2 separate regions of the Mus musculus genome follow, and region 2 is linked to region 1. Evidence: chromatin contacts called from public Hi-C data. All regions are on one chromosome and are shown on one strand. The core of a region is the stretch at or near the end of the contact, and the rest is flanking DNA. Distances in the headings are between cores, read along the strand shown. Region 1 overlaps Map3k4 (mitogen-activated protein kinase kinase kinase 4). Region 2 overlaps Igf2r (insulin-like growth factor 2 receptor).

Region 1 (2,773 bases), core at 227-2,726:
TGGGCAGAGGTATGTGTATTTTTAAAGCTCTTCGGATAATGCTGATGTGTAGCCTGGCCTAGAAACCACTGGTCTATTTTTAAGTCTGGTAGCTCAGACTCCCCCAACAATCCACAACACAGTGACTCGGAGGTTACTCCTCTCTAAGCCAGTTTCCTCAGGGGTAAACTGGAGCAGTGAGCCTGTCTAGCACCTGGTGAGTCTAAGTGGCAGCTTAGTCTCCAATGCCGTGTCCACAATAAACAGCCTCTTCAGGGTTTCCTGTGTCACAGGAAAGACTGGCAGAGTGTTTAACCTTCAAAGACAAACAGTACTTTATTGGCCATTAAACATAATTACGTAATTTCTAATGCAAGAAATTAATTAAGACAGTAACCAAGCACTTTCTTGGTATTTGTGATAATATGGCAAAGGCAGTCGAGCAGTGTTAGTATCTTATATACTACACTAAAATACATGCAACCTCACTGAGGAGCCCTGGGAAAGTGGGGGGGGTGGGGGGGGGGCTAAAAGACAGGCAAAGAGGTGGTGCCACACCAGCACCACAGCAAGGGTACTGCTCCTGTTAAAGGGCGATGGACAGGTAATTAGAGACCCTGTGCACACAAAAGACACCCGCAGGCTAGCCCATAAGCAGTAACACAGCGGCAGCCATGCTCAGTCCCTGGTGGGCAGGCCAGAGGCACTGAGCTCACAGGCAGCATCTACAGAAGGGCAGGCACTGGAGACTGAGCACTGGCACGTTCAGCTGGCCTAGCCTGCTAGTGGGAAATAGTAATCAGACACACTCGGCCGCAGGAATTCAGATCATAGCAAGGTGAGAGGTACCAGAGGGTCCTGAGGTCCAGGTAGGTTCCACACAAAGGAGGAGGGAACCAGAAGATAACCGAGAAAGACCTCAGGTACACAGGGTGGACGACTGGAACGTCATCCATTTCTTCCCTCAGACATTATACTGTCCTGGCTTCAGGGGAGATCCTGCTGGCATTGTGAGTCTGCCTCACGGGCTTAAATACATGATGACCTGAGAGTCTCACACAACACTCTTTCAGACCACAGGCGATGGGGTCTGGGTGTGTCCTGTGGAGACCAGTCTGCAGCCCGAGGGAGTGACAATCACTGAATTCAAACAGGCCATTAACATGGATGCTGCTCAAGTTATTAAATAAAGACAACAGACGATTTCTAGTTTGCAATTTTTTTAAACAATAAATACAATAAAGCTTTAGGAGAAAAGTACTTTGTAAAGCACGCTTCCGAAGGTTTACTAAAGATTACTGACTGACACTGCTTAGAAGTAATTTAATCATAAGAAATAAAGATATAAAGTCAAACAAGAAAAAACAAAATATCACAAATAAATGTTACTTCTTTTCTATAAAGCCCTTCAATGAGATCAGCCAGAAACTGCAAGAGCAGAATGCATAACAGCCATGCACTCTGCCCCGTCAGCTGCACGAGCCATCTGGAGGCTTCCACTAGTGATGCAGGAGCACACAGGCCTGTGTACTGTTGGAGGGGCTGGGCTATCCCAAGTCCACTTTACTCCCAAGCCTCAAATGCCTCCAAACCATTATTAGGAAGAGACTAAAGATAAAACGACATTTTAAAAACGAACAAAAGCCCACATTGACTTACACCTGGCTTTGATGGGAGAAAAAAAAAATAACATAACAATAATCCTAAAAATATAGGAGTTTGTATGTGATACATAGATTTTACCATATGAGGATCTGTTGAGGCTACGTTAACTCTGTGGGTAGATGGGAACACACTATTACACACATCTCCCAAGACTGGGAGCAAAAGGACGAGTCAGTGGTGAGGTCAGTCACTCTGCTCTGGAAACGGGGCCCGGCTAGCGGACCTCAGAACCAGGCTCTGGACAGCTGCTCACACAGCTGCGGGTGGCACGCAGCCCTCGGGCCACCTGCTTCTGGGTGCTCAGCAGAGTGCAACCTTCCGTCCCTCTTGCCCTCTCTTCTCAGCCTGCTCTCCTCACACTCTGGGCCTCTCTCTGTCTGAAGCTCCTCTCCCCACCACTCCACTGGCTTCCATGCCAGCTTGACCCCAGCGGTGGCCTCCCCTTTCCTTCCCCAGGCAGCTGCTGGGCCTCACAGCTGGTCAGCCTTGACGTTTCCCTTTGAAACTCAAATAGAATTGTCCTCGAGTCCTTAAAAACAACTGTGGTTCTTTCCTTGAAATACTCAGTAATCAGGGTTAGGAAACCCAGGATGAGAATGTGTATGTGTACATGCACAAATGCGCATACACACATATACACAAGCACATGTATGCACTGCACACCACATATCACATGAAACGTTATGTAAGCCCGTGTGACAGACTCATAATGCTAGTGAAATATCCCCTGAGGCCAGGACAGTGTGATGTAAGAGGGAAGAAACGGATGAAGTTCGCATCTGAATGTCAGACATGTATGGCTGGCGTATATGTACACACATGCATCTCTCCACTTGCAGACGCTGCGCTCCTGAATGAAGACAAACGGTTCCTTTCACACCAAGTTACCCGTAACTTCAGACCTCCCCACCTGCCAGTGTAGCTAGTCTCTGCGGCAGGGCTCCAGTTTGAACTGTAGGAAGCCAACAGAAAAACTCTTAATTCTGCTTTTAGAAAGCTGTCTGAAGGTAGTTCTTATTAACAGCCTTTCCAACCACATCACCTCAAACCTAACATTTTACAAAAACCAACAACGAAAGCCAACCCTGTCTTCCCAGAGTGTCCTGATGGCATTCCGCCCCTGCAGAGA
Region 2 (2,700 bases), core at 120-2,619, 490 kb after region 1:
CTCTGCTGTGAGGATGCAGGAAGGCAATGCTAGCACAGGGACCCACTCAAAACTTCTTGCTAGCAAGGCCCCAATTCTTTGGGGACCCAATGTGCTTCCTTTATGGCCCTGGACACAGGGAGGGCTGGCATTTTAACTGCTGAACAGTCAGCTCAGCTTGTTGGTTTGTGATGTTAATAAGGTTATCAGAGGCTACACATGCTATTTCTTCACAAAAACCACGTAGGCAGACCAGGACTTGTACTTGCAATCCCAGGCTGGTAGCCTGTGGCAGAAGGACTACTTTGAGTTCAAGGCCAACCTGGACCACCATATGACATGTCTAAAGAGTCCTGCTCTGCAAGTACTGGGATCATACCAGGGGCTCAGCAAGAAACTCCACTGGGCAAAGAGAACCTCCCAAGGCCCAATCCTGTGCAGCACAGCTGCACCTCACTTAGAAACAGTGACACACCTGGGGCATGCCATCCACGGCTTCTGAACATAATCACTTAGTCCTCACCGTCTGTCAAGGAGCACACCAACCTCCCCATTTTGGAGACTTGAAACTAGAGCGTGGGTGTAACTTGGCAGGCAGTCCCAGATCACCAAGTGACCAAACACAGCAGGAAGAGCCTTGCCATGCCCTCTGCTCCCAGCACGGACCACTTCCCACTGCATTCTGGCTGCAGAACTGTCACCAACTTCAGTACCTGAACGATAAGAAGCCCTCTGCACAAAAGCAAAGAAATCAGAACTTTCGGGCATTTTTTATTTTGTCGTTTTTCAGTCTCCTTTAAGTTCAGGCTCATCCACTTGCCTCAGCTGCCAAATGATTATCGATATGAGCCATTGTGCTTCATTCCAATTTTGGAGCTGATTTCCAATAGCTCCAAAGTCAATATGGTCGCGTCTGGGATCCAGCCCCAGCTAACTCTTGACATCTCTCCTGTCCCGTCCCATCCCATCCCGTCCTGCCCCGCCCCGCCCCGCCCCACCCCATCCTGTCCAGTCCCTGTCCATACCCCCTCCACCACCCACCCCACTTCAACCACATTGACCCTTTGGTCTCAAACAGGCACACTTAGATCCTGCAAAGACTCTTCCCCATTACATACAGTAACACACATACCCCTCATTTCCTTCCAGGCCCCCTTTAGATTCGCACCTTACAGAAGAGCCTAGGCATGGTGAGCCCTTTTGGACCCACACCCTTGTTTATTCCCAAAAGCTCCTCAATCCTCTCTCTCATTATTAAGGGATGCCAAGCCTCATGACACCACTGGCTCACCACACTTCCTCTAAAAGACCAGATACAGGAACAGATGGTGGCTTTCACTTGGGAGTAGAGAGTAGCGCGTGTGAGCTGGCGAGGTGACAGGAGGGAGCCGGAGGAGCAGTGATGACTCAGTGGGCACTGCCCTTGTCACTTCTAAGAAGCCCTCTTCTGGGTCATTTCTGGTTTGGTGGCTGTTCTATTTGCAGGCCAGGCGGAGGAGTAGGGAGTTTTTCCACACTAAACATCTGCTTTAAAATGTGCAGCTGACAGCCAGGCCTGTTAGCATAGATTGGTAAAACCAATTGCAATGGAGGCTAAGTCAGGAAGATCACAAGCTCAAGAGTTGTCTTATGGTAACTCAGGGAGACCCTGTCTCAAAGTTTTCAATAAATACATACATATATACATACATACATACATACATACATACAGATTGGAGATACAGCTCAGAGTGCTTGCCACCTATATACCAAGGCCCTAACTTCAATCCCTGGTATTGCCCCAAAAGAGAAGGGAAGAGCTGGAATTAGAACAATCTTACATTTGGTCAAAGCTCAGTGGCCATGTGGCAGCACAAACCTAAAGACTCAACCTAAAAGACCACCTTTGAAACTTACCTTGCAGGCCACTCTTCACTGGTCACATCTGTTTTTAAAATGCTAGCCAGGCCTGTTAGCACATCGCTTGGTGTTTCCTACACTTAAGACACAGCTACAATCAGTAGTCACAAATGCCTGCAGGAATCAGTAAGGCCCCAGGGAACTTGCCCTCCAGCACTAACTGAGCAAGGGAAAACTGCTAAAGGTCAGTGGCTGATCTGATGTTTCACACCCGAGGGAACAGGACAACGGGATTTTCCTCCACTGTAATGACTGTGTGTGTAGCAGTGGGTCTGTCAGAGTCCAAAATAGGACATGACACAATCTTTGGCACCTCAAAATCTTGTCAGCAATAGCCGACTTCCAGTTTTAGAGCAAGGTGAAGTGACCAAACATTTTCCCACTAACCTCTTGGGGCTATATGTACAGCAGACATTCCCAACCTCTAGGGTGCTGCCTCCACTATACACAAACAACACAGGGCTTGGTGGCTCATGCCTTTAGTTCCAGCCCTTGGGAGACAGAGGCAGGCTACGCTGATCTCTAGACATATATGCATGCACACGCGAGCGCGCATACACACACATACATACATACACACACACACACACACACACACACACACACACCACTGCCTCTTTCTACTTCCAGGAAATAGAATAAAGCAAAAACGAACGGGACCCAGCCCAATAGGGGGCACCGGCACTGGCACCTGCCCACACCCCACACCTATTGTGCCCACAAGTTCTGGTGCTAGGAAAAAGTCTTGCAATCTGCTAGCTCAGTATCTCAGAACTGAGTGTGAGGTGGGACTAGTGACCCACAAACCCACAGCTTCAAATA

Evidence for each region. Hi-C and Micro-C count contacts between places; a contact is called where the count stands out from the background.
Region 2: a Hi-C map of myocytes shows a contact between it and region 1, with 1.8 times the contacts expected there. The contact joins two enhancer-like sites. A contact is called at or near these places in 4 of 39 promoter capture datasets (the HPC-7 cell line, embryonic stem cells, hippocampal neurons and 1 more), 2 of 484 Hi-C or Micro-C datasets (cerebral cortex and myocytes) and 2 of 115 datasets of contacts at active chromatin or transcription factors (embryonic stem cells and pancreatic cancer cells).

The regions. Positions count from the first base shown.
Region 1 is chr17:12,266,810-12,269,582 of GRCm38.p6, forward strand. All of the region lies in intron 3 of Map3k4 (mitogen-activated protein kinase kinase kinase 4), which reads right to left. It overlaps Gm46605 (a long non-coding RNA gene), which reads left to right. Exons shown (of 3, transcript XR_001782245.2): 2 at 1-9; 3 at 2,484-2,773. Among named protein-coding and RNA genes, the nearest start is that of Gm46605, 3.5 kb to the left of the region's middle. Within about 2 kb of position 1,477, at least 21 of the 459 cell types and tissues checked have an H3K27ac peak or open chromatin away from gene starts, as enhancers often do. A contact at or near this core is called in myocytes, where this site is marked.
Region 2 is chr17:12,756,807-12,759,506 of GRCm38.p6, forward strand. All of the region lies in intron 1 of Igf2r (insulin-like growth factor 2 receptor), which reads right to left. The region is part of intron 1 of Airn (antisense Igf2r RNA); the gene reads left to right. Among named protein-coding and RNA genes, the nearest start is that of Igf2r, 12 kb to the right of the region's middle. Within about 2 kb of position 1,370, at least 116 of the 459 cell types and tissues checked have an H3K27ac peak or open chromatin away from gene starts, as enhancers often do. A contact at or near this core is called in myocytes, where this site is marked.